Linked DNA regions of Mus musculus: regions 1, 2, 4 and 5 are each linked to region 3. Evidence: chromatin contacts called from public Hi-C, HiChIP or PLAC-seq and promoter capture Hi-C data. All regions are on one chromosome and are shown on one strand. Each heading gives the region's core, a stretch centred on a gene start, on an enhancer-like site or on the middle of the called end of the contact. The rest is flanking DNA. Distances are from core to core; before and after follow the strand shown.

Region 1 (4,209 bases), core at 554-3,053, 200 kb before region 3:
TTCCTGTAGAACAGGCTGGCTGGCTTTGGAGCTTCCAGGGAGTCTGTAGTCTCTGCCTCCAATGTTTTGTTGGGCAAGCTGAGATTAGGGGTGCAGTGCTACTACATAAGCAAGCTGAAGTTAGGGGTGCAATGCTAGTACACAGGCTTCCCTAGGTTCTTAGGACCCGAACTCAAGACCTTGAAAAGGACAGTTCTAAATTGGGCGTGGTGGTGCACGCCTTTAATCCCAGCACTTGGGAGGCAGAGGCAGGTGGATTCTGAGTTCGAGGCCAGCCTGGTCTACAAAGTGAGTTCCCAGGACAGCCAGGGCTACACAGAGTAACCCTGTCTCAAAAAAAAAAAAAGAAAAAAAAAAAAGAAAAGGAAAGTAAAGGAAAGGAAAGGAAAGAAAAAAAAAGAAAAGAAAAGAGAAGGAAAGAAAAGAAAAGAAAAGAAAAGAAAAGAAAAGAAAAGAAAAGAAAAGAAAAGAAAAGAAAAGAAAAGAAAAGAAAAGAAAAGAAAAGAAAAGAAAAGAAAAGAAAAGAAAAGAAGAGGGCAGTTCTGATGCTAAGGTCTTGTTCTACAATTAGTTCTTGATTTGCCAGTAAAGAAAGTCGGAGGCCAATTGCTGGGTGGAAGTTATAGGCGGGACTTCTGGGTGCCAGGAGGAAAAGGAGAGAGGTTTTCTGCCATGTTTTTGAGGGGAAGAACACAGAAACCATGTGGTCTCCGAGGCAAGGGCTGGGGGAGGGGGAGCTGGGGCCTGTGGCCACTACTACTACAGGGGGTGGCCATTGATGTTTGACAGGGGCCAAGTGGGACCAGCCACTGTAGTTTAGGGCTGATAATAAATTAGTAAGGGCAAGCTTTTCCAGGTTGGAGATAGGAACACTATTTGTTTATTTATTTGTAAAGATTTATCATTATATCTAAGTACACTGTAGCTGTCTTCAGACACACCAGAAGAGGGCGTCAGACATCATTACACATGGTTGTGAGCCACCATGTGGTTACAGAAATTTGAACTCAGGACCTCTGGAAGAGTAGTCCCTGCTCTTAACCGCTGAGCCATCTCTCCAGTCCCATGGAACTCACTCTTTAGAGCAGGCTGGCCTCAAACTCAGAGAGATCTGCTGGCTTCCTCCTGAATGCTGGAATCAAAGGTGTGCGCCACCATTGCCTGGTGAAAAGAGAAACTCGATATGGTTTCCTCACTTTCAGCAGCACTGGGAACCAAAGTGTGACAAGCTGTGTGCCAGGCAAGAACCCCTCCCACTGAGCTGCAGTCCCAGAAGGAAGGGACACATGACGTCATAATGGGATAAGCCTGTCTGTGATGGGCAATGACAGGAAACGGTGGAGGCCATCATAAAGATGCTATGGCTTTGGTGGTTTTTGTTCTTTGAATTCCAGGGTCCCACGCCGTCTGTATTAGTTGCTTTTCTGTTGCTGTATAAAACCGCTGTGACCAAAAGCAAACTTTAGGAAGTGTTCAGTCGGCCTTACAATTACAGAGAGAGAGAGAGTCCTGTGGAGTGTAGCAAATGGCAGTTAGAGCAGGAAGGTCAGAGATCACTTTACTCCTCACGTGGGAAGCAGAGGGGGCTAAGAGGAAGTGGGGTTACAACCTCTCAAAGGCCCGGATGAAGTTCTTCCCCCTGCAAAGACCACTCCTCCCAAAGGTCCCACAACCGCCTGGGGCAGCACCACTCACCGGAGACCCCGGTTCAGTTACCCGAGCCCACGGTGATGCTTCTCCTGTAGACAACCACACCCTCTATTTGTTTTATGCTTTAATAGATTTTCCCGGTTAGTTTACAGGAAAAGCATAGAAGACAGACACCCTGTACTTGTATGTAGAACAATTCAGGAAATCCCAAAGATTAAAGCTGTGCTGGCCAGTTTTATGCCAACTTGACAGAAGCTGGAGTCATCTGAAATGAGAGAGTCAGGAAAATGCCTTCATAGATCGGGCTGCGGGCAAGCCCGTGGAGTTTCCTTAGTTAGTGATTGATGGGGAAGGGCCCAGCCCGTTGTGGGTGGTGCCATCCTTGGCCTGAGTCCTGAAGTCTCTAAAGAAGCAGGCTGAGCAAGCCACTGACAGCAAGCCAGTAAGCAGCGTCCCTCTATGGCCTCTGCTCCAGCTCCTGCATTTGGAATTAATACTGCAGGAGAGTCGGGAGTTCAAAGTCAGTTTGAGCTAAATGACTCCCTGTCAAAAGAGAAAGAAATGCATTTATTTTTCAAAATTTCTAATAATATTTACAGATTAATCACTATAGAGTCGATTGTTAAAACTGTTTGCACCGGGCATGGTGGCACACGCCTTTAATCCCAGCACTTGGGAGGCAAAGGCAGGTGGATTTCTGAGTTCGAGGCCAGCCTGGTCTTCAAAGTGAGTTTGAGGACAGCCAGGGCTACACAGAAATCCTGTCTCGAAAAAACCAACCAAAACCAAAACAAAAACACAAAAAAACCCCGAAACTTTGCTGAGACACTTTTGACCTTTTCATTATTTAAATTTCACACATCTATCAATTCCTGATTTCTGTCCTCACTTTGCTACTTGTAGTTTGGACCCTACGGAATATAATGGGTACAAAAGACAGGAAAATATTAAGCACGAAATTTTGGGCTGGATCGAAGGCTTAGTTGTCAGGATAATCATTTTGCACTCTGTGTAAAGGGTGTCTATGTATTAATCAAACGTTGATTTCTGTCCCCCAGAGAGTTAAGTACTGGCCATACTTGGGCATTACTTTTATGGGTCATCACCTGTCTCAATATTTTGTAGACATCATCTCCATAACCTTCTGATTAGTTCTGATAGCCAATAGCTGAAGCAGGAAAGAAAAGGCAGGACTTCTGGGTAGAGGGAGGAATTGTGGGAAGAATCGATCGGGGGTAGGATTCGAGATAGAGACATGTAGTGATAATGAGAGGGAATGGGCCCTGTGGTTGTGAACTGGAACTAGTCGGGTTGGAGCTAGCAGGAAGATGCCTAGCTATAGTGTCTAAGCTCTCATAAATAACAGTACGAAGTCTCCGTGTCATTATTCGGGAGCTGATGGGTCTGAGACAGTCCAGGGGTAATTAGTGGCCAAGAGAACTTGCTATTCTTTTTTTTTTTTTTTTTTTTTTTTGAGACAGGGTTTTTCTGTGTAGCCCTGGCTGTCCTGGAACTCACTCTGTAGACCAGGCTGGCCTCGAACTCAGAAATCTGCCTGCCAAGTGCTGGGATTAAAGGTGTGCACCACCACGCCAGGCCTGAGAACTTGCTATTCTTTCTATATGGTGGCTCACAACTGCCTCAGCTTCAGCTCCAGGGTCTGATGATGGCATCCATGTGCACACAGGAGACCACACACACACACATTCACACACAAACGCACACATATACACATATACACACACATATACACACACACACACACTTTAAAAATACATATATAATAAAATCAGTTTTTTGTTTTGTTTTGTTTTTTTAAGAATGAAATGTTTCCTGTTAGAGTAGATTCTTAGGCCCTTTCCCAGTAAGTGCAGTGTGCTAGCTGGGTATCTTTTGGCATGATTGTTACATACTTGGCATGGGAAACACACAGTTGTTATCTTCAAAAGGCCTGCCAACCAGGCCTCACTTGCCTCCTGTAAAGCACTTTGGATTCATGGATCTTGAATAGGATGTGTGTGTGTGTGTGTGTGTGTGTGTGTGTGTATGTATGTATGTATGTATGTATGTATGTATGTATGTATGTATAATATATTTTTATATGATGTCCATTAGTGTTTTTTCTGCATGTATGTCTGTATGCTGGTATCAAAAGTCCTGAACTGGAGTTACAGATCAGTCTGAGCTGCCTTGTGGGTTTTGGGAATCGAACCCCAGTCCTCCAGAAAAACAGCCAGTTCTGTTAAAAGCCGAACCACCTCTCCAGTCCCCTGAACCCTGCACCAGATACATGAAGGGGTTTAATTTCAGAATTTCAGAGTTCCACAGTCCCAGGCTGGTAACGATGAGATTTATTCCCGTCCAGTAGAGGGCGCTGTGCTGCGACTTTTTTTTTTTTTTTTTTTTTTTTGTGTGGTCAGTAGGGCCCCCGGGCTGTCCACATTTTTAACAGTCATAGTTATAGAGGTCCTCTTCTCCTTTGGCTGAAGCTAGAGGCGGCATCTGGCGGTGGCAGCTGCCCATCAAGTCTATTTAACTCACTACCGTTTTGTTAGGAGG
Region 2 (4,698 bases), core at 774-3,273, 220 kb before region 3:
TGCAAGAGTTACTTTTTTTGTGCATTGGTGTCCTGCCTCTCTGGAACTTGAGTTACAGACACTTATAAGTTGCCATGTGGGTGCTGGGAATTGAACTCTGATCCTCTGGTAGAGCGAGTCATCTCTCCAGCCCCCAAATTTGTATTCTTTTAATTATGTATGTGTGTGTGAGAGTATGGGTTTGTTCACTGATGCAGTAGCTACAGAGGCCAGAAGAGGGCATCAGATCCCCTACAGCTGAAGTTAAAGACACTTGTGAGCTGGCTTACAGGGCTGCTGGGGCCCAGATCTGGTCCTGTTGAAGCTGCTCTTACCCACTGAGCCATTTCTCCAGCCTCCGGCCTGAACTTTAAAGCTAACACAGGAAGTTCACCTACTTTAGATCCCAGAGCTATTTTTGGAGGAGAAGGCTAGAGAATGAACTTGGTCCCTGTCTTAGCTTGTTAGTTAGTTCCCCCCTCCCCCCGCCTCTTCCCCCCCCCATTCCCTTTCGCTCCAACCCTGCCCGTGCTCACTCCGCCCCCTATGTTTCTCATTTAAGGATGGTTGTGAGCCACCATGTGGTTGCTGGGATTTGAACTCATGATCTCTGGAAGAACAGTCAGTGCTCTTAACCCCTGAGCCAGCTCACCAGCCCTCTTGTTAGTTTTTCTTTTTGTTGTTTTGAGAAAGGAGAGGGGAGTCTCACTCTGTAGACTTGGCTAGCCTGAAACTTGCTCTGTAGACTCTGCTGCCCTTGAACTTAAGAGATCTGCCTGCCTCTGTCCCCTTGAGTGCCAGGATTAAAGCCCTGTGTCATAACACCTGGCCCCAGACGCATACTTTGTTCTTGCTTTGGCTACAGGTGTTGTTAACTAGTATTTACTAGTTTTTAAATTAAAGCTTTCTAGCCTCTCTCAGAAGTCGGCCACCCGGGTCCTTGTCCTGCCTAGTCCCCTCCCTTAGATGACTGTGTCACAGGTGCTCCATGCCGTCCCTGACCTCCTCACTCACTCATGCTCTGGTGGGTGTCTAGCTTCGTGCTTTCACGTAGGCCATCTTACAAACGGAAGACTCTTAAATCCCAGAGAGGAAGAAGCTTACAATGTACACAGTGGGTTTGTGACAAAGCTGGCACCAAGCCAGGCTTCCCATGGCCCCTCGGTGACATAGACAATTGCCAGTGCCCTCAGATGTGAAGGGAACTCAAAAAGGGACTTTCCCAGCTCAGAACAAGCTAACTTTGTTTCCTGAACATATCCAATGGCAGTACCATGGTGGGGACCTCCTCACCCACTGGCCATACCACCCCCTCCCCACCCCGACACCTCTGCCCTCCACTTGGGCATGGTGCAGAGCTGTAGGGTGACCTTCCCAGAACCTCACGGGAAGTTCAGGGTGAATCTGTCTAACTTCTGCCCCAGCTCTTGACCGAAGACCAGAGGAATCTACCCCCAGCTCACCACCTGCGTTAGCCCCATTTCTTGGAACCCATGAACCTGCCCGTGAGCTGCCCCCAAATAAACCTGCCTTTTTACTCTCTATTTGGCTTGAATTAGCTTATCTCGTTGGTGGAGAAAAACCTATTAACTGTCTCAAAGCAAAAACAAACAAACAAACAAACAAACAAACAAAAATGGCCACGAAGAAGGAAGCATTTCCTGTCTTGTATAAACTGTATTTCATGAGAATAAAATACTTAGGACAAGTTCATTTTTATGGAAGAATTATCCAGGTAATGAGTGCAACGTGAGTAAGAAAAATCACCATTTGGCAATGCCTAACAACATAATGACTCATTAGTGGACGGCAAAGCCAATAGGGGAAAGGCCGACGGAGACTTCTATAAGGAAGAGATCAATAAGGCCTCAGATTAGTCAGCTAATAGAATATGTCAGCTAAAACATTACGCACTTCAGATTTGCTGTAATATTGGGTGTACCGAGCTGGAGATTCAGTTCAGATGTCACAGTGCTGCTTAGCACGCAGGAGGCCCTGGCTTCTATCCCTGGTACTGAATCAAATGGGAATGGTGGTGTTCACCTACAACCCCAGCCCTCAGCAGGTGGAGGCGAGAGGATCGGAATACAAGGTCATCCTCTCCTCTAAGGGGAGTCTGAGGCCAGGCTAGAATCCATCCAGCCTGTCTGGAAAACAAATGACAAACAGCACTTGAAGTGCAGATGACGGTGGCCGATGAAGTACTGTTGCCAAACACATTAAACCCCTCTAACCAAGTCTCTGGAAATGACTTTTCGTTTACTGGAAATCTAAGGCACAAGAGCAAGTTTAACTACACTTCTAGGAAACAACAAATTTTCTACAGTATGGCAACTCTGATGGGACAAATCCTCGGTGTTTCCACAAGTAAAGAGCACTGGGAACAAATAAAAAGTGAGATGGCTCAGCTGGTAGAGCAAGCTCGGGGAGCTGAGTTAGATTGATTGTTGGAGCTCTCGTGTAAAAGTGGGTGGGGAGGGCTGGGGAGAGGGCTCAGTGGTTAAGAGCACTTGGCTATGTGAGACCCTGAAATATTGCTAGCACTAATGATACTTTTTAAAATAAAAGAGGAGACAAGTAGGAGGTTGGGAAAATCTTTTGATTTTTCTTTTTGCAGACCTGTAGAGATTTTAGTCCCAAAAGGGGAAAAAATTTTGCAAAAATGTTCATACTTATTGAAGGTGAGAGGCAAATGATTAAGTTTTCTTTAATGTGATGGGATGTTGACATTTTTCTCTCCCAGCACGGGGTACTGAGCTGAGGGCCTCAAGCACTCTAGATTAGTTACATCTTATTCCCATGGCCGAGGAACTAGCAAAAAGCAATTTAATGGCGAGCGAGCGTCTGCTGGCTCATGGTTCACAAGATGCTGATTGAAGGGTACAGCCAGCCGGAAGAGCTCTGGGCAGCTAGCTGGTTGCACAGTGTCTGCAGTGAGGAAGTGGTGGACAGAGGAGGAAGGAGGGAGGAAGGAGGAGAGGGACGTGGGGGTAGAGATGTGGGGGGTTTCTGGTGGTGGGGGGAGTGGTGTGGGGAGGTGGGGTTTGTGGGTGGAATGGGTAGGGGATGGGGTGGGGGAATAGGTGGCATAGCAAGTGACAATGGGGGTGACATAGGTGGGGGGATGGGGAGTGGTGGGGAGAGATGATGCTGGTAGCATTTTATCTTCTCTTTTCCTTTGTGTCACTACATCAAAGAGGGTCTTCCCTCCTAAGTGAAAGGTCTCTGGAAATGCCCGCATAAACACACCCATGGGTGGGTCTCCTAGGAGATTCTAAAGCCAGTCAAATTGACAGTGAAGACCTGTGACAGCAGAGGAGCACACTGCCCTCTGAGCTGGACAGCCTCTTCTTAGTTTAAGACAGGGTTCTACTGAGATGCCAAGGCTGACCTCCGAACTCATTCTGTGCCCAGGCTGGACTTGGGTTTGCAACCCTCTTGTCTCAACACCTGAGGTGCTGGGATTACAGGCTGAGGACACCAGACATTTTCTACAGGAAAAAAGGTTTTTAAAACTAAATGTAGGCCGGGCAGTGGTGGCGCACACCTTTAATCCCACCACTTGGGAGGCAGAGGCAGGCGGATTTCTGAGTTCGAGGCCAGCCTGGTCTACAGAGTGAGTTCCAGGACAGCCAGGGAAACCCTGTCTCAAAAAACCAAAACCAACCAACTAACCAACCAACCAACCAACCAAACAAACAAAAAAACAAACTAAAAGTTGGAAGTTGGCCTGGAGAGATGGCTCCGTGGTTAAGAGCACTGACTGCTCTTCCAGAGGTCCTGAGTTCAATTCTCAGCAACCACATGATGGCTCACAACTACTTGTAATGGGATCTGATGCCCTCTTCTGGTGTGTCTGAAGACAGCGACAGTGTACCCACATACATGAAATAAATAAATCTTTAAAAAGAAAACGTATAAAAATAAAAAAAAAAAAATTAAGGGGCTGGAGAGATGGCTCGGCGGTTAAGAACACTGACTGCTGCTCTTCCAGAGGTCCTGAGTTCAATTCACAGCAACCACAAGGTGTCTCACAATCATCTGTAATGGGATCTGATGCCCTCTTCTGGTGCACCTGAAGACATGACATTGTACTCATATACTTTTTTTTTTTTTTTTTTTTTGGTTTTCGAGACAGGGTTTTTTTCTCTGTGTAGCCCTGGCTGTCCTGGAACTCACTCTGTAGACCAGGCTGGCCTCCAACTCAGAAATCTGCCTGCCTCTGCAGCACTCCCAAGTGCTGGGATTAAAGGCATGCCACCACTCCAGGCGTACTCATATACTTTAATTAAATAAAATCTTTAAAAAAAAAAGTTAAAACAAAAAAACAAAAGAACAAACTAAAAGTCAAAAGTCAGTAAGAAATTGGAACAAGGGCCGAGAGAGGGCTCGGCGGTTAAGAGTAGCTACTGCTCCTACAGAGGATCTGAAAGTTTGGTTCCTGGCACCACATCAGGCAGTTTATAACTACTGCCTGTCACCCCAGTTCCAGGGAGATTGACACCTCTGGGCTCCTTGGGCACCCACACTCGTGTACACAGACCCATAACAAAAATGGAAAAGAATTTTAAAAATAAGAAAGGAAATTAGAAGCCTGGCAGTGTTGGCCCACACCTTTGATCCCAGCACTCAGGAGGCAGAGGCAGGTAGGTGCATCTCTGTGAGTTGGAGGCCAGCCTCGTCTACAGAGTGAGTTACAGGATAGCTAAGGCAACACAG
Region 3 (4,487 bases), core at 1,457-3,956:
GTCCAGAGCCTCCTTTCCTTTTCTTTTCTTCTTGGGCCTCAGCTGACACAGAACACCTCAGCTCTTTAGCTCACTGGTCCCATCTATCCCTGCTCAGAGATGAGCCAGTCCTCCCTGAGGGCGGAGGGAATGATTTAGGTGAGACCTAGGCTCCAGCCACTCTCCATGGCTGCCTTCCAGAACTGCTGCCCAATGCCTGCCCGGATCCAGGAGATCATAGTGGAGACACCTGCCTTGGCTTCTGAGCGGCAGAGGTGAGGGCGAGGCAGAGAGATGGGAGCAGGGCGGAGAGGAAAGGACCAGGGAGCTGGGGAGCGCTGAAGGCCTCTGGATCTGCAGGAGCCAGGAGTCACCTGACATGCCAATGCCTCTGCTCTCCATGCTTCGCATCAAGTCCGAGAACGGAGAGCAGGCCTTCCTGCTGATGATGTGGCCTGAGGATACCATTGGCGACGTGCGGAAACTCTTAGCACAGGCCAGGTGGGTATAGGGCAGGACTAGGGCTGCAGGGAGTTCCTGGCTCCACGGCCTGGCCTGATGTACTCTGCTGGCCATCCAGGGACATGGATTCAGCTGCCTTTGAGATCTTGAGCACCTTCCCGCCCACGGTCTACCAGGACGATACAGTGACTCTGCAGGCCGCAGGCCTGGTTCCCAATGCAACGCTGCTGTTGCGGACCCGCAGAGCCCTGCTGTCGAACCCCATCTCCCGCCCAGGCTCACTGCCCTGAATAAAGTGCCGCCCCTGACATAAGCTTCACAAGGCTCTCCAGAGAGGGGTTAGGCCTGTAACTGTAGGGAGGGGGTGGTAGAGATGCTCAGGCCTATAACTGGAGCCCCAGCCGGCATAGCCACTGACTCTTTGTCCCCTGGGTTCCTGTTCTCCAAGTTGTACTAAGTGAATCCAGTGGAGGGAGTGGCCAGCCCTAGCTGGGCTGACATTCTCTGTCTCAGCTGGGTCAGGGGAGCCTCAATGGGGGCGAGGCCTCTGAAGACAACCAGATGCATGTAGATCCACAAGCTCACATGGATACTTTCTCCAGAGTGTGCACAAAACCAGTGCCACAACTACCCCCATGGACCCAATCTAATACTGCTGCAGCTGTACACGCCCCCATCACCCCCCTACACTGAATCAGTCAGCTCCAACACGGGAGGCAGCCCGGGGGCAGCCACCCTCAGGCAGGCAGGCAGGCAGACAGCAGAACCTACATGGGAAACAGGGTGACTCAGCCATCATGGTCATGTGCTGCCAGCCAGCCATGTGTTCCACACACATACACACATGCACACGCACACGCAGCGGCAGCCCTGGGACAGTCCAAACACCACCAGAACTATCTGCCTCTGCCAGGCAGGGACCCGGACACCACAAGCAGTCAGCACCAGAGGAATGGACATTTAATTGTCTCTAGGGCACTCCTAGGATGGGGATGCGGGGCCTTTGGCAGAGCTCTGGCTGATGGAAGCAACAGAAATGCTCATCAGACAGGGCCAGGCAGAGAGGATGCCCCAAGGTGTGGCTGGGGACAGCCATCGTCAGGGCTTAAGACAATCTTTTGAGACTAGTTGGTGAATAAGGAATGTTGCCTCTGGAGGAAGAGGAGGCGGCTGCGGAAAGGGTCTGGGTCTGGGTTTGCAGATTAGGACGACAAGGAGTTGGTTACAAGGCCTGGTGAAGAGCTAGCTGGATAGGATCGGTGGCCATCCTGACTCAGGCCAGCTTCAGGAACTCCTGCAGTGTGTCCTGCTCCACGGCCTCCACGAAGAGTTCATAGTCCTGAGGAAGGGAGGCAGTCACCTGAGTCGAGGTGCAGGGCACCCCAGTTGTTTGCCCAGGTCTGACCCTGGCTGCAGTCCTCCAACACCTCCCAGAACCCAAACCCCATACCCCACAGTAGTGGTTCCCGTTGACAATCTGAGGTGGGGTAGCTTTGGGGTTGCCAGCCAAGGTTCGCATCTCATCTCGAAGGGCGTTGTCCTGGGAGATGTCCACTAGCTGGTATTGGATCCTCTTCCCATCTAGGATGCGGGTCACCTCACTCTGCTGGGACTTGATCTAGGGGCGGAGGATTGACAGGGTTGGCAGGCAAGCTGAAGGATTTGTGGGAGGAATTCCTTCGGGTGTGAGCAACAGCTTCTATCCTGCCCACTCTGAGGGGAGGTTCTGGCCACTAAGGGATGGGAAGGGTCCAAGGATAGACAGGTAAACTACTAGAGTTTCAGAAAGAAGACGGGCAAGTTCTGTGCATGACAGGGAAGCTAGACTCGGCGAGGGGCAGGCCCTCTCTACAAGACACATCTCCTCCTCCACAGCCGCACAGTGGAGAGGAAGCGGGATTAAAGCGGTCGGGGGTTGGTGCAAGAGAATGGATGGCCCTATACTGGGGGAATGAGCGTGGGCAGCTCACGCTGGGGATGCCGAGGGGCCCTTGGTGCGGGGGTTCAGGCTGGGCCCAGCCCTTGGACCAGACCTGGGAGGCCATACCCCGCACCTCACTGCTTCCATCGTGGGGGCGGCTCCCGGGCGCTGGTCGGAGCACAGAGACGGCCCACCCTCTCCGGGCGCCGGCCCAGGCACACACTTACTTCTCGGGAGCCGGTGACCGACGTGCTGTAGACGCGCAGGCCACTCATGCTGCAGGCGGGGGACACAGACCAACTGAGGGACGGTGGGAGCGGCAGCTGCACGGCTAGGAACTACGCTGCCGCCGCCGCGCTTGGGAGCGGTTTCCTTCCTGCTCCGCCCGCGAGTCACTGCTCTCGGGACCAATGAGCTGCGCAGGCGGGTAAGGCGGGGCCTGCATGACCCCGCCCTGCTCCGTGGCCTGGAGCCGGGAGGACCCCTGTCCTCTGCAGCTACTTGGCTCCCCCACTTCCCCCTCAGCCCCATGCTGGGGACCGGCTAAAAGGCAGAAAAAGCTGGGAAGGCAGGCGGACCGGTTCAGTTAAAAGCTTTCCCCAGTCTACCCGGGTTGTGTACATTCAGTGGCCAAAGCAGTGCCACCCAGGTCTCCCGGTCTCTTAATAGCACAGCTCAGTATGGAACTTTGGAAGGCGGGTCAGTTCGCAAGCTTAGACAGCAAGGGCCGGGGGGAAAGCTGTGGTGGGGCGCTGGAGGGCGGGGAGGGCCAGTGCAGCCAGGACATTTTCTCTAAAGCACCTCTCCACTCAAACAGGCTCAGACAAGAAAGGGGTGGTGGCTGTAAGCGAGGGGGTGGGGGAGCGGCTCACACCCTTCAGGAGCCAGGGGGAGGAAGTAGGCTGCGGGACAGCGAGCGTGCTAGTGTGCGGAGTCAAAGGCTGGTGCCCCGACTTAACCTGGCTTGCACTGGCCCTTGGCACAGCTATTTTTGGGGTGATCCCAACTTAACTCTACCTTTACATTGCAAATGACACCCCACATCTTTGAACTTTAAGAATTCAGCTAATGAGATGGAAGAGAGTCCAGCACCCATTCCAACTGTGGATCAAGCTCTGTCAGGTTCACTATAGGCCCCAAGAGTAGACCTGGGGCTACATAAATAATGGCGCAGGAACAACACAATTCTGCTGCCTGCTGAGGCAAACTGCCTGTCTGCTTCTGGGGAAGTCATTTCCTCAAAGCCACAGAAACCCAGAAGCTGCTGACCTCTGAGAGGTGTGCAACTTTGTAGTGACAACTGGCGGCGGTTGCTCTCTGCAACACAGGAGTGTGGGCAGAGACTAATCTGTCGCCACCCAGAGCAGAAGTGGGAAGACTGAGCCTCCACACTGGATCTGCCTAAACTCACTTCAAAAGAGTCACAGGCAGGCTGGCAGGGGACGCTGGGAGGCACTAGGAAACCGGAGTGTTTGTTAAATGTTTTATTCTGTAATCAAAATAGGCAATACAAACCAGTCGACTTAACAAAGAGTCATATAAATAACTTTATAAACTTTACGAAGAAAAATACCCGTGAGCATGGAGGCTGGGCTCCCGATAACAGGGTGGAAACCAACCAGGAAGCTCTGTTTTAAGGAGGCAGCAGCCCGGAGGCTGAGGGGATGGTCAGCTGGGTGTGATTACTCTGAAAGGTAAGCCACTCCATAAGAAAACATAAACTTGTTAAAACACTGGCAAAGCGGCCCCTCAGGCCCTGGAGGTCCATGGTGCTGTTAACAGCCCCAAGGCTTAGCAGAAGTCCTGTCTGCACCCCCACAACTACTTTACTCCTCATACATACAGGGCCCTTGGATCCAAACTAGAGGAGGTTGAGGGCTGGCCAAATAACCAGATACAACTGAGACGATCCCTAAATTGGGAGGCAAGAAAAACCAGAAAGCTAAGGCTCAAAGGCCTTAGAGAAACACAAAACACCAGAAAACACTCAACACTTTTTTTTTATCTTAGGTGCTCCGAACTGTCAAGGTTAGAGCAGGAAAAGGGAACCCTCCTAACCCCAAATGAGAGGCACAGTTCAGAGGACAGCGACAGCGCCCAGCCTTAGGAAGGACTGAGCAGCCAC
Region 4 (4,803 bases), core at 331-2,830, 210 kb after region 3:
TTACAATGATCACATCTCTGGTTGTAAGGTTTAGAAACAAAAAGGCTTTTTGCTGGCTATAGAGAACAAAGAGCTTCTTTCTGGCTGTATTTTTAGAGATCAGGGAAAACAAGCTTGGGGGAACGTTTAGGGGCTTTACCGTTCAGGGAGAAACGCTTTAAGTCGGGGTCTCACACTTCCTTCTCCCGCACTGGGCACTGGATAGGCTCCAAGGCTTTGTGCATGACTGCTCAATCCACAAACTACACCCCCAGTTATACTTTCCAAGCTGAGGTCATGAAGAATCTAGGAGATGGAGTGACTGAGTACAGAGATCATCAACCGGAAGGAGATATCTATCAGCACTGAGCTGTGGGGGGAGAGTGAATCGCAGAGCCCAATCCCCCCAAAAATAGACTGTTTGGAATACATAGGGCAAGCTGGGTATAGTGGCACATGCCTTTAATCCCAACACTGGAGAGGCAGAAACAGGTAGATCTCTACTCTAAGTTCGAGGCTAGCCTGGTCTACAGAGCATGGCCAGTTCCAGGACAGCCAGGGCTACACAGAGAACCTTGTCTCAGGGAAGGAAAAGAAAGAAAAGAAAGGAAAGAAGAGAAGAGAGGAGAGGAGAGGAGAGGAGAGGAGAGGAGAGGAGAGGAGAGGAGAGGAGAGGAGAGGAGAGGAGAGGAGAGGAGAGGAGAGGAGAGGAGAGGAGAGGAGAGGAGAGGAGAGGAGAGGAGAGAAGAGAAGAGAAGAGAAGAGAAGAGAAGAGAAGAGAAGAGAAGAGAAGAGAAGAGAAGAGAAGAGAAGAGAAGAGAAAAGTGTGGGGTGTGGTCTTCTCCGTTGAAGGTCCCACATCATCTCTTAGGAATTTGCTGGGCTTCTGGGGTACACAGTCTCCTGCAGTGTGTCTGTTCTCCCCAGATAGCATCGGTTAAAAAGACAGGACACTGTTCTTTGTAGAGACGGAGATAAAGCGGCCGATCTGGCCACTCCAGATCGCAATCAGAGAGTGCAAGGCAGGAGGAACTTTCAAAATGGGTCTGTAACTCCAACAGCCCTATTGTGGGGCACCGCCCCAGCAAGGGGGAGGCAGATCCTCTCTGGCTGCAGCCACGGGGCAAGAGCACCAGCCCCCTGTCACTCCCTTGCACCAAGAATCCAATTCCAGGAAGTCTCTCTTCCCCGCAGTAGCCCCCATCAAAGCTGCTAGTCACATCCCTACCCTAAGGGCAATCGAAGGATTTTCTTTCTTTTCTTTTTCTGAGGGTTTATTGTTGGTTGGTTTTGTTTTTTGAGACACTCTGTGTAGCCGTGAAACTTACTCTGTAGACCAGTCTGGCCTCGAACCTAGAGATCTGCCTGACTCAGCTTCCCCATTGCTGGCCTTAAATGTGTATGCCACCACGCCAGGCCGATTTTCTAGAAACTTGGATTCCAAGGCTTTTTTTTTTCTACAGGATTCCAGGAAGAGTGGGTTTTGTGGTCATCCAGTCCTAACTTAGCAACTCTAGGCAACTCTTAGCAAGTGCTTTTCTCTTTGCTCCAGGCAAAAACTTTAGGTCGCAGTCCGGCTCAGCTCCTTCGGGCTCCGGGGATGCAGGGGTCAGGTCCTGGGGGCAGAGCCGCAATTCCCTTTGCAGCCGGCCACCCTCCCCCCTCCCCGCGGGCTTTTGCACACGACGCGCGGCGGGCGGCTTCACACCAGGTGGCGAGGAGGGCCGGGGATAAAGCGGGCGGGCGCGGGGCGCAGCGGCAGGGCCGGAGCGGAAGGTGGAAGGTGACTGCGAGCTGCCATCGTCCCGCGCGCAACTTCGAGGGCGCACCGAGAGAGGCGGCATGCAGACTATGGACAAGCAGAACCTGCTGGAGAGCACGCGCGGAGCCCGGTAAGTTCAAGCCCCAAGGGGCGGGAAGCTGGGCAGCATCACACGTACCTCCTCTTTGACCATCTCGGCTGTGGTTGGTCCGAGCGGGGGCTTGAACTGGGACCCGATCCGAGGGATGGGGTGAGGCAAGAGAAAGGAAATTGGCGGCGGCCTCGTAGCCTCAGGGATCACCTGTCTCACCTGGCCAAGCACACAGTTCCTGAACGCTGCCTGCCTGTACGCCCGAGTGGGACGTAGGGTGCCTGGAACCCCGCCTTCACTCCAGCACTTTGATCCCGGGCAGCCCTGAGGTGGGGAGGCCCGGTGTCCTTGGGTGCGCTGAGCTATGGTCTTTAGCTGCTGTTTGAGCCAGAACTCTGCTCAGAGCTCTTTCTCTGAGCTCGACCGGACTGACTGCCCTTTGGCTAGTTCGCAAAGCTCTCAGCCTGGGAATGGGTGGAGGAGCAGGGGACCATCATAGAACAAGGTCCCAAGACTCACCTCCCCAATACCACACCCACCCCCCTGTAACATTGGCTGCATACCTCTGCTTACCCGCCAGCCAACGCGGGGTTCGGAGTGTTCTTACTTGTTCTGGAAACAGCAGACTAGCAATAACTCCCAGAGACTGGCCCAGTGCCCCCTCCCCCGTCTCCGGCTGAGCGGTCTCCTGTCCTTCCTCTTGCCTCCAGGTCCTTCTTAGGATCTCTGTGGAAGAGTGAAGCTAGCCGGATCCCTCCTGTGGACCTGCCCGCGGTTGAGCTGGCTGTCCAGAGCAACCATTATTGCCATGCCCAGAAGGATTCTGGAAGTCACCCTGACCCCGAGAAGCAGAGGGCCCGACGCAAACTCTATGTGGCCTCTGCCATCTGCCTGGTGTTCATGATTGGCGAAATCATTGGTAAGGCCGTGTGTGTGTGTGTGTGTGTGTGTGTGTGTGTGTGTGTGTGTGTGTGTGAATTAAGTGAAAGTTGCTGTGCACATAGGCTGAATGTTTACATTAATGCTAATGGCAGTAATAGCTACCCGTTTTATTGGTTACTTTTTCTTCTTTCTTTTTTCTTTCTTTCTTCCTTCCTTCCTTTCTTTCTATTTTTTTTTTTTTGAGCTTTCACTTTGCTTGCCTAGAACTCATATCTGTCTGTTTCTGCTTCTAGAGTGTTGGGATTAACGATATGTGACACCACAACCACCATTATTTATTTGTTTGTTTGTTCGTTTGTTTATTATTTTTCGAGACAGGGTTTCTCTGTGTAACCCTGGCTGTTATAACTCCCTTAGACCAGACTGGCTTCGAACTCAGAGACCTGCCTGTCTCTGCCTTTCATGTGCCTCTACCACCGGGCTAATTTTTTTTTTTTTTTTTAAGGCAATCACTTGGCATGGCTCTGTAGTTAAGAGCACTGGCTGCTCTTCCAGGGGACCTGGCCCTGCTTCCCCGCACCTATGTGAGGGCTCTGTCATCTGTTACTCTATCTAGCCCCAGGGAGTCGGATGCCCTCTTGTGGCTTCTGTGGGCACCAGGCATATGGTATACATACATACATGTAAGCAAAAGACATACACTTAGGTTAATAATAAAAGAGATAAGAAGAGCCCCTACTGAGGCCCTTATTTTGCTTTCCTGTCCCTAGGTGAACTTGATTTTCTGTGAATAAGATCTGAGATAAACAGCTGAGGTGCATATTTAACATAACAAAGTGAACCAGGCCTCCAGGTTCTCCCAGCCTCCTTCAGTCTCTACCTGGTAAAATCTGCCCTCCACCCTGAACTTTTCAGCCCAGGGGACTAAACAACTTCTCCCCCAAGAGGGACTGTTTCCTAAATAATCCAGACATTTTGGCACCCTGCTTTGAACTCTAACTCACTCTCTCTCTCTCTCTCTCTCTCTCTCTCTCCCACACACTTCCTTGTTCTTCCCCCTCCCCTCTATCTCCCTCTTCATGAAGACTTCCCTGGCCTCTTTCTTGGGACCAATTAACTCACCTGAGAGCCACATAAGAGGTTTCCCAATAAACCTGCCTTTAAATATACTTTAATCTGCTTGAATTAGCTCATTTTCCCATGGAGAAATGACTTTTCTTTCTTCCCTTTTATTTTCCTTGAATTTTTTTTTTTTTTTTAATTAGATGGGATTTCTCTGTAGCCCTGGCTGTCCTGGAACTCACACTCTTTTAGACCAGGCTGGCCTTGAACTCCTAGAGATCCACCTACCTCTGCTTCCCGAGTGCTGGGTTTAACGGTTTCCCCACCACCAGCATTACACACACACAGACAGACACAGACAGGGTTCCTCTGTGTAGCCCCGGGGCTGGCTTGGAACTTGCTCAGTAGCCCATGCTTGCCTCAGCTCAGTGCCTTCCCTGTCTCTCTGCTGGGATGAAAGGTGTGCTCCACTACAGCCTGTGAGAACTCCATCCACAGGCGCAAGAGTGGAGGTCAGGTGCCCATGTTGTACAACTGAGAGACTCAGAGACCTTGAACCCAATTTGGCTCATCTTCTAGGGTGTGTGGGCTCTTCGCTGTACACAGCTAGGGGAGCTGGCTCTTTTGGGGAACCTCAGGGTCCTGAATCTCGATGTTGCAGGTGGGTACCTGGCACAGAGCCTGGCCATCATGACCGACGCTGCGCACCTGCTCACGGATTTTGCCAGCATGCTCATTAGCCTCTTCGCCCTCTGGGTGTCTTCCCGACCAGCCACCAAGACCATGAACTTCGGCTGGCATCGAGCCGGTAGGGATCTCAGTGGACCGGAGATGGGGGCTGATCAAGAGAAAATGTACGGGTCACGATATGATTTTGTTTGGAATTTTACATGTTTTGAGACAGTGTAGTAGTAGTCCGGGCTGGCCTTGAGCTTGTAAGTAACCAAGGCTACTTACCCATTCATTCTTGTTCCTTATGTCTCCACCTCCTGAGTCCTAAAATTCCAGGCTTGTATCCTACCCAGCT
Region 5 (4,526 bases), core at 268-2,767, 240 kb after region 3:
CACCTGCCTTTCTCCTCTGCTACCGCCAGTAAGGTGGCCCCAGGTTGGGGACTGTGCTGCTGCAGCTTGCCGGGAGCCCCACCTCGCAATGGGTGAGCTTCGGGGAGATACGGGAGCGCTAAATCGAAGCCCGGTCGGAAGATGTCCGAGGAGGGGCTGGCCTCAGCTACCATCGCCTGTCCCAGCCTGGTGCAAGGGGCTGGGTAGAGACTCAACACCAGATGGTTCCGGCCTCCGTTCCAGTTCGGAGGCAGGGGCCCGCAGGCTCCTCTACGATCCTGGCTGGGGAGAAAAAGGAGAAGGCAAGCGTCTGCTGGGCTGAGTGCAGAGTAGCGGGAGCCTTCCAAGGAATCCAGGATCCTGCGCTGAGCCTCAGAGGTCGGACCAGCCGGGGAGTGCACAAAGATCTTGAGGACCTTTCCCCTACACTTGGAGGTGTCAAAGCAGGCTCCCCAGGTGCAGCTGCTTCCCCGAGAGACCCGAGGGAGCTGTGCGACATCTTCTGGGTTCGTCTCAGACTGGGAGAAACTCTGTAAGAAGGCAGCATCCAGCCAGCGGGGCCAGCCTTGGGAGCGCCCTGGAAGAGGACCGGGCAACACTGCCAGGCGAAGGGGGAAGACTCCTAGGAGGACGAGGAGGAGCCAGAAGGCTGACAACGCCAGCCAGAAGGACTTTCTTCTCCACAGCATGTGGCCACCAACAGCTAGGACTAGAAGGAAGTGAGGAATTTCTGTAGCAAGTGGAGGAGGCGACCCCAGGCAGGAGGGAGCTGGAAATCAGCCTTCTGGTCCAGCGCTCTCACCATTGAAGGCAGGTCCCCTAGCTAAGTTCGACTAACCATTGGCCACCTGTGGGATTGACCCCTCGTGGGAAGTCCAAGGAGGCTCTGGCTTTCTAAATTTGCATTCCCACTCTCCGACTGCTTTCTCTACCTTCACACAACCTTGCCACCCTTTGCCCTCTCATCGGGACCTCTGCCCTGGGCCACTGCTCGGGCTGATGCAACCCTTGTCCAGACCACAAGATCGTGTCCATTTGCGCTCAGGACTGCACCCCTGATCTTACCCTTGACCCAAGGGCAGGCTATCTATGGAGAACTGTCTGGGTTCATGGGGAGTGGGTATCGGGAGGGGGTGGCCAAGGATGATGTAGAAGGAGGCAGGACTGTCCTCTCCCACTCTTCCCTCTGCCCCAAAAGCTCTTGAAAAAAACCCTGGCTACCCCTGTGTTTGGTGGCTGGCCTTCTGTGGCAGAACTATAAATAGACCTTGTGTCCATGTGGGCCACCAGAGCCAGCTGAAGTTGGAGCCGGAGTGCATCCCATGCCCGCCGCCTGGGGAATGAGAAGGTTCGGAGTGTGGTCTTCTTCCCCTCGGCTATGGCCCCTAACCCAGGCAGCTGCTCTGCACCCTCCGGCTAGGAGCTGTCACAGGGCAGAGGGCAAGACCTACGCTCCAAATTCCTGTTCCTGCCCCACAGGTCCAGCCGGCAGCTCCAGGTCCCACTCCAGAAGGTATCAAGTCGGTCCAGCTCTCTTTCGCAGCAGCAGCAGCCTGGCCACACCCCCGCCAGCTCTGATTGGCTCCTGGCTAGGAGGCAGGGTTTCCACTTAACCCCTTGCAACCTCTTTCGCTGGGGTACCGTTTCGTTTCTTTTTCCTTTTTTTTTTTTTTTGAGACGAGGGGGGTGGGGATGTTCCTGTAGCCCCGGTTGGTTTCAAACCCACCTTGCAACCAAGGACTTTGAGTCCCTGATCAATCTGTCTTCACCTCGGAGTGCTCGAATGCCAGCTACCTGCCATCACGCCTGGCTCTGGAAGATTAATAATGGTCAGGAGGGCACCATACCTCACTGGTGGCTGTGGATTGACAGTTTGCTTCTCTCCAAGGTCTTTACCAGTGATCCAAAGTAGATGTTTATCTGCCTTTCCCCCCCCCTTTTATTACGATTATCATTGTCTATTTTTAGAATTGATGTTGTGGTACTGGGAGTAGAACCCAAGGCTTTGTGCACACTAGACAAGTATTCTATCACTGAATTACATCACCAGCTCTTTTGTCTTTTTTACTATTGAGAAAAATGAAGCGCAGAGCAGGGATTGCCTTTCTTAAGGTGACCCAGCTTTGATGTGTCCAGGTGAAGATTTGAACTCAGAGCCTGGCCTGATGGGGCCTCTTCTTGTCCCCTCGGCCACTGAATGGAGCTGGGCAGTGTCTACCTGCATCTTTAAAATGGATTAACATCATTCCCTTGGAGGGTTGCTATTGTAGGTCCTACAAGAGCACTTGGTGGGGTGTCCTTCAACAAGGAAGTATCCTTCCGCTGGCCTCTCCTCCTTGGTGAGCAGCCTGAGGGCAGGGCACAGTGAGGTGCCCAGGAACATCCTCAAAATGGGATCAAGAAGAATCTGGCCTCTTGCAGTAAGAGGTAGGTCGCTCCGTGATAGACAGCTGCTCAGGCAAACCGCAGGCTTTCTCACGCAGGAGACAGGTGTGGGCATGCGCTGTTGCCATCCCACCAGGCTTGGAATTGGCAGAAGGTTCCCTTCCTCTAGGAAGCGGCTGAGACTCCTGAGTCAGAGCCAGGACCCTCCTTCAGGGGCTCAAGCTTGCTCTGGCCACATCCATGTTCAATCATCTAAGAGATCCTTCGCATCCTAACTTGGACCAGGTTCCCAGGGAGGCACTGGAAGTGCCATGCTGAATAAGAGTAATAGTGTAGGTGACTATGTCCTGAGCACGCTGGAAATGACTATAAAGGAGATATTACTATCATTCCCATTTTACAGAAGAGAAAGTTGAGGCTCAGGGAACTTGAGTAACTTTGCCTGTATTCCCATGGCTTAGCCAGGTCCTAAGCCATCTATCTATACATCTTCTCTTTTATTCTGAGGCAGTGTTTCTCTATGTAGCCAAGAACACACTATATAAACCAGGCTAGCCTTGATCTTGCGTGTCTCTGTGTCCCCTGTGCTAGGATTAAAGGTATATGTTACCATACCTGGCCATTCATTTTAAAAACATATTTATTTTTATTTGGTGTGTATGAGTGTTTGCCTCTGTGTGTGTGTGTGTGTGTGTGTGTGTGTGTGTGTGTGTGTGTGTGTGTGTGCCTGTGCATGCCTGTCTACAGTATTACAGTATGCATGCCCTGTGCCTAGGGGGGCCAGAAGAGGGCATCAGATTCACTGGAACTGAAGTTAGAGATAATTGCGAGCTGCCATGTGGGTTCTAGGAACCAAACCTGGGTTCACTGTATAAAAAAAAAAAAGAGCTCTGAGCCATTCTTCCAGCCTACCATCCATACCTTTAACCACTAAACAGGCAATGTGCAGAGTGAGATGGGCCCTCTCCTCTACCCCTGTTGTTAGAGAGCCTATGGATGGGGGAACCTGACAGCACACAGTGGGGCTGCTGAACCCAGGGGCCGAGAAGGCCTCTGAGGGTGACCTTGACCTTAGGACTGGAAAGGAAGCAACATTGTTTGGGGTTTGCCTGCACTGGGATGGAACCTTCCTACTTCCCCAAGCTGGGTAACTGCTCCCCTACTGAGCTGCCTCCTGGCTACATTTTTGTTTGGTTTGCTGGCCTTGAACTAGCTATGTAGTCAAGAAATCTCTTGAATGTCTGCTCCCCTTGTCTTGACCTCCTCAATGCTGTGATTGTAGGCAGGCACCACCAAGCCTGGGTTTATGTGGTGTCACACCTAACCCGGGGCCTCGTGCGTGCACGTTACACCCTACCAACTGAGCCATCCTCCCAGCTTCCAAATACGTTTTTGAGAAAAATCACCCTCCCTATGAGGAAGTAAGAAGTGGTCACCTTCTCCCTCATTCCACAATTATTTAGTGAGCGTTATCCCATGGGCCAGGCAGGCCCCGAGGGGAGCAGGTAGTGATAGCATCTTCACTGAAAATGGAGGCTTCTCTCCCAGAAGGAAACATAAGACAGAAATGAAAATCTTCCGTAGTGTCAGGGAAGAGTAAGAAAGGTGGCGTCAGGGGCCTGAGGTAGCCTTGCTATCAAGCGCCCCTCGGAGCTTCTAGGGGAAAATTGCTCCAAGCACAGGGGCAGCAAGGGACACAGGGGGCAGGGGCAGGAGAGTGGACCTGTGACCTGTTTTCCCAGCAACACACAGACTCCAGTGTCCCTGTCCGGGGTGATTAGATGATTGTGTAGCGCCCCCTCAAGAAAAGATTCGTCACACAAGAGGGACATCCTGTCTGATTGCCACCCTACCCCCAACCCTGGGCTCATGGCTGGTTCATGCTGGAAGCGTGCTTCCTTTGCATTGCAACATACATACATGTATATACACACAGCACATATCACATACATACATATACACACCACACACACACACATACACACAGAGACCATACACACACACACACACTCCCAGCATACACATCACATACACACACACACACACACACACACACACACACACTCCCAGCATACACATCACATACACACACACACACACACACACACACACACACACACACACCCTCTTCACCTTCATCC

What was found. Hi-C and Micro-C count contacts between places; a contact is called where the count stands out from the background. HiChIP or PLAC-seq counts read pairs in DNA pulled down with a chosen protein or histone mark. Capture Hi-C pulls out chosen DNA fragments and counts their contacts.
Region 1: a Hi-C map of B cells shows a contact between it and region 3, with 1.4 times the contacts expected there. The contact joins the enhancer-like site here to the promoter of Sh3bgrl3 in region 3. A contact is called at or near these places in 1 of 39 promoter capture datasets (the C10 cell line), 1 of 15 datasets of contacts at CTCF or cohesin (CD8 T cells), 6 of 484 Hi-C or Micro-C datasets (B cells, the N1E-115 cell line, embryonic stem cells and 2 more), 9 of 115 datasets of contacts at active chromatin or transcription factors (T-cell acute lymphoblastic leukemia, bone marrow-derived dendritic cells, effector CD8 T cells and 4 more) and 2 of 9 other capture datasets (adipose tissue and pancreatic islet).
Region 2: a contact with region 3 is called in a FOXA1 HiChIP or PLAC-seq map of pancreatic cancer cells. The contact joins the enhancer-like site here to the promoter of Sh3bgrl3 in region 3. A contact is called at or near these places in 1 of 15 datasets of contacts at CTCF or cohesin (CD8 T cells), 5 of 484 Hi-C or Micro-C datasets (all in embryonic stem cells), 9 of 115 datasets of contacts at active chromatin or transcription factors (bone marrow-derived dendritic cells, effector CD8 T cells, embryonic stem cells and 3 more) and 3 of 9 other capture datasets (adipose tissue, liver and pancreatic islet).
Region 4: a promoter capture Hi-C map of adipose tissue shows a contact between it and region 3. The contact joins the promoter of Slc30a2 here to the promoter of Sh3bgrl3 in region 3. A contact is called at or near these places in 8 of 39 promoter capture datasets (the 3T3-L1 cell line, 3T3-L1-derived adipocytes, embryonic stem cells and 4 more), 2 of 484 Hi-C or Micro-C datasets (the G1E-ER4 cell line and the N1E-115 cell line), 4 of 115 datasets of contacts at active chromatin or transcription factors (bone marrow-derived dendritic cells, embryonic stem cells, forebrain and 1 more) and 2 of 9 other capture datasets (adipose tissue and pancreatic islet).
Region 5: a promoter capture Hi-C map of pancreatic islet shows a contact between it and region 3. The contact joins the promoter of Extl1 here to the promoter of Sh3bgrl3 in region 3. A contact is called at or near these places in 2 of 39 promoter capture datasets (the SN4741 cell line and stem cell-derived epiblast-like cells), 2 of 484 Hi-C or Micro-C datasets (the N1E-115 cell line and embryonic stem cells), 2 of 115 datasets of contacts at active chromatin or transcription factors (embryonic stem cells and kidney) and 2 of 9 other capture datasets (adipose tissue and pancreatic islet).

The regions. Positions count from the first base shown.
Region 1 is chr4:133,927,503-133,931,711 of GRCm38.p6, forward strand. No RefSeq gene overlaps it. Among named protein-coding and RNA genes, the nearest start is that of Hmgn2, 38 kb to the right of the region's middle. Within about 2 kb of position 1,804, at least 100 of the 459 cell types and tissues checked have an H3K27ac peak or open chromatin away from gene starts, as enhancers often do. A contact at or near this core is called in B cells, CD8 T cells, the N1E-115 cell line and 6 more, where this site is marked.
Region 2 is chr4:133,902,483-133,907,180 of GRCm38.p6, forward strand. No RefSeq gene overlaps it. Among named protein-coding and RNA genes, the nearest start is that of Rps6ka1, 17 kb to the left of the region's middle. Within about 2 kb of position 2,024, at least 34 of the 459 cell types and tissues checked have an H3K27ac peak or open chromatin away from gene starts, as enhancers often do. A contact at or near this core is called in CD8 T cells, microglia and pancreatic cancer cells, where this site is marked.
Region 3 is chr4:134,126,027-134,130,513 of GRCm38.p6, forward strand. It overlaps Sh3bgrl3 (SH3 domain binding glutamic acid-rich protein-like 3), which reads right to left and starts at 2,707. Exons shown (of 3, transcript NM_080559.2): 1 at 2,590-2,707; 2 at 1,892-2,059; 3 at 1,380-1,780. The coding sequence starts at 2,637. The coding sequence ends at 1,715. Cep85 (centrosomal protein 85) reads right to left here. Exons shown (of 14, transcript NM_144527.3): 14 at 3,832-4,487. Ubxn11 (UBX domain protein 11) reads left to right here. Exons shown (of 15, transcript NM_026257.3): 13 at 181-254; 14 at 340-480; 15 at 560-754. The coding sequence ends at 731.
Region 4 is chr4:134,341,466-134,346,268 of GRCm38.p6, forward strand. It overlaps Slc30a2 (solute carrier family 30 (zinc transporter), member 2), which reads left to right and starts at 1,581. Exons shown (of 8, transcript NM_001039677.2): 1 at 1,581-1,871; 2 at 2,543-2,751; 3 at 4,438-4,584. The coding sequence starts at 1,822.
Region 5 is chr4:134,371,030-134,375,555 of GRCm38.p6, forward strand. It overlaps Extl1 (exostosin-like glycosyltransferase 1), which reads right to left and starts at 1,518. Exons shown (of 11, transcript NM_019578.2): 1 at 1-1,518. The coding sequence starts at 689.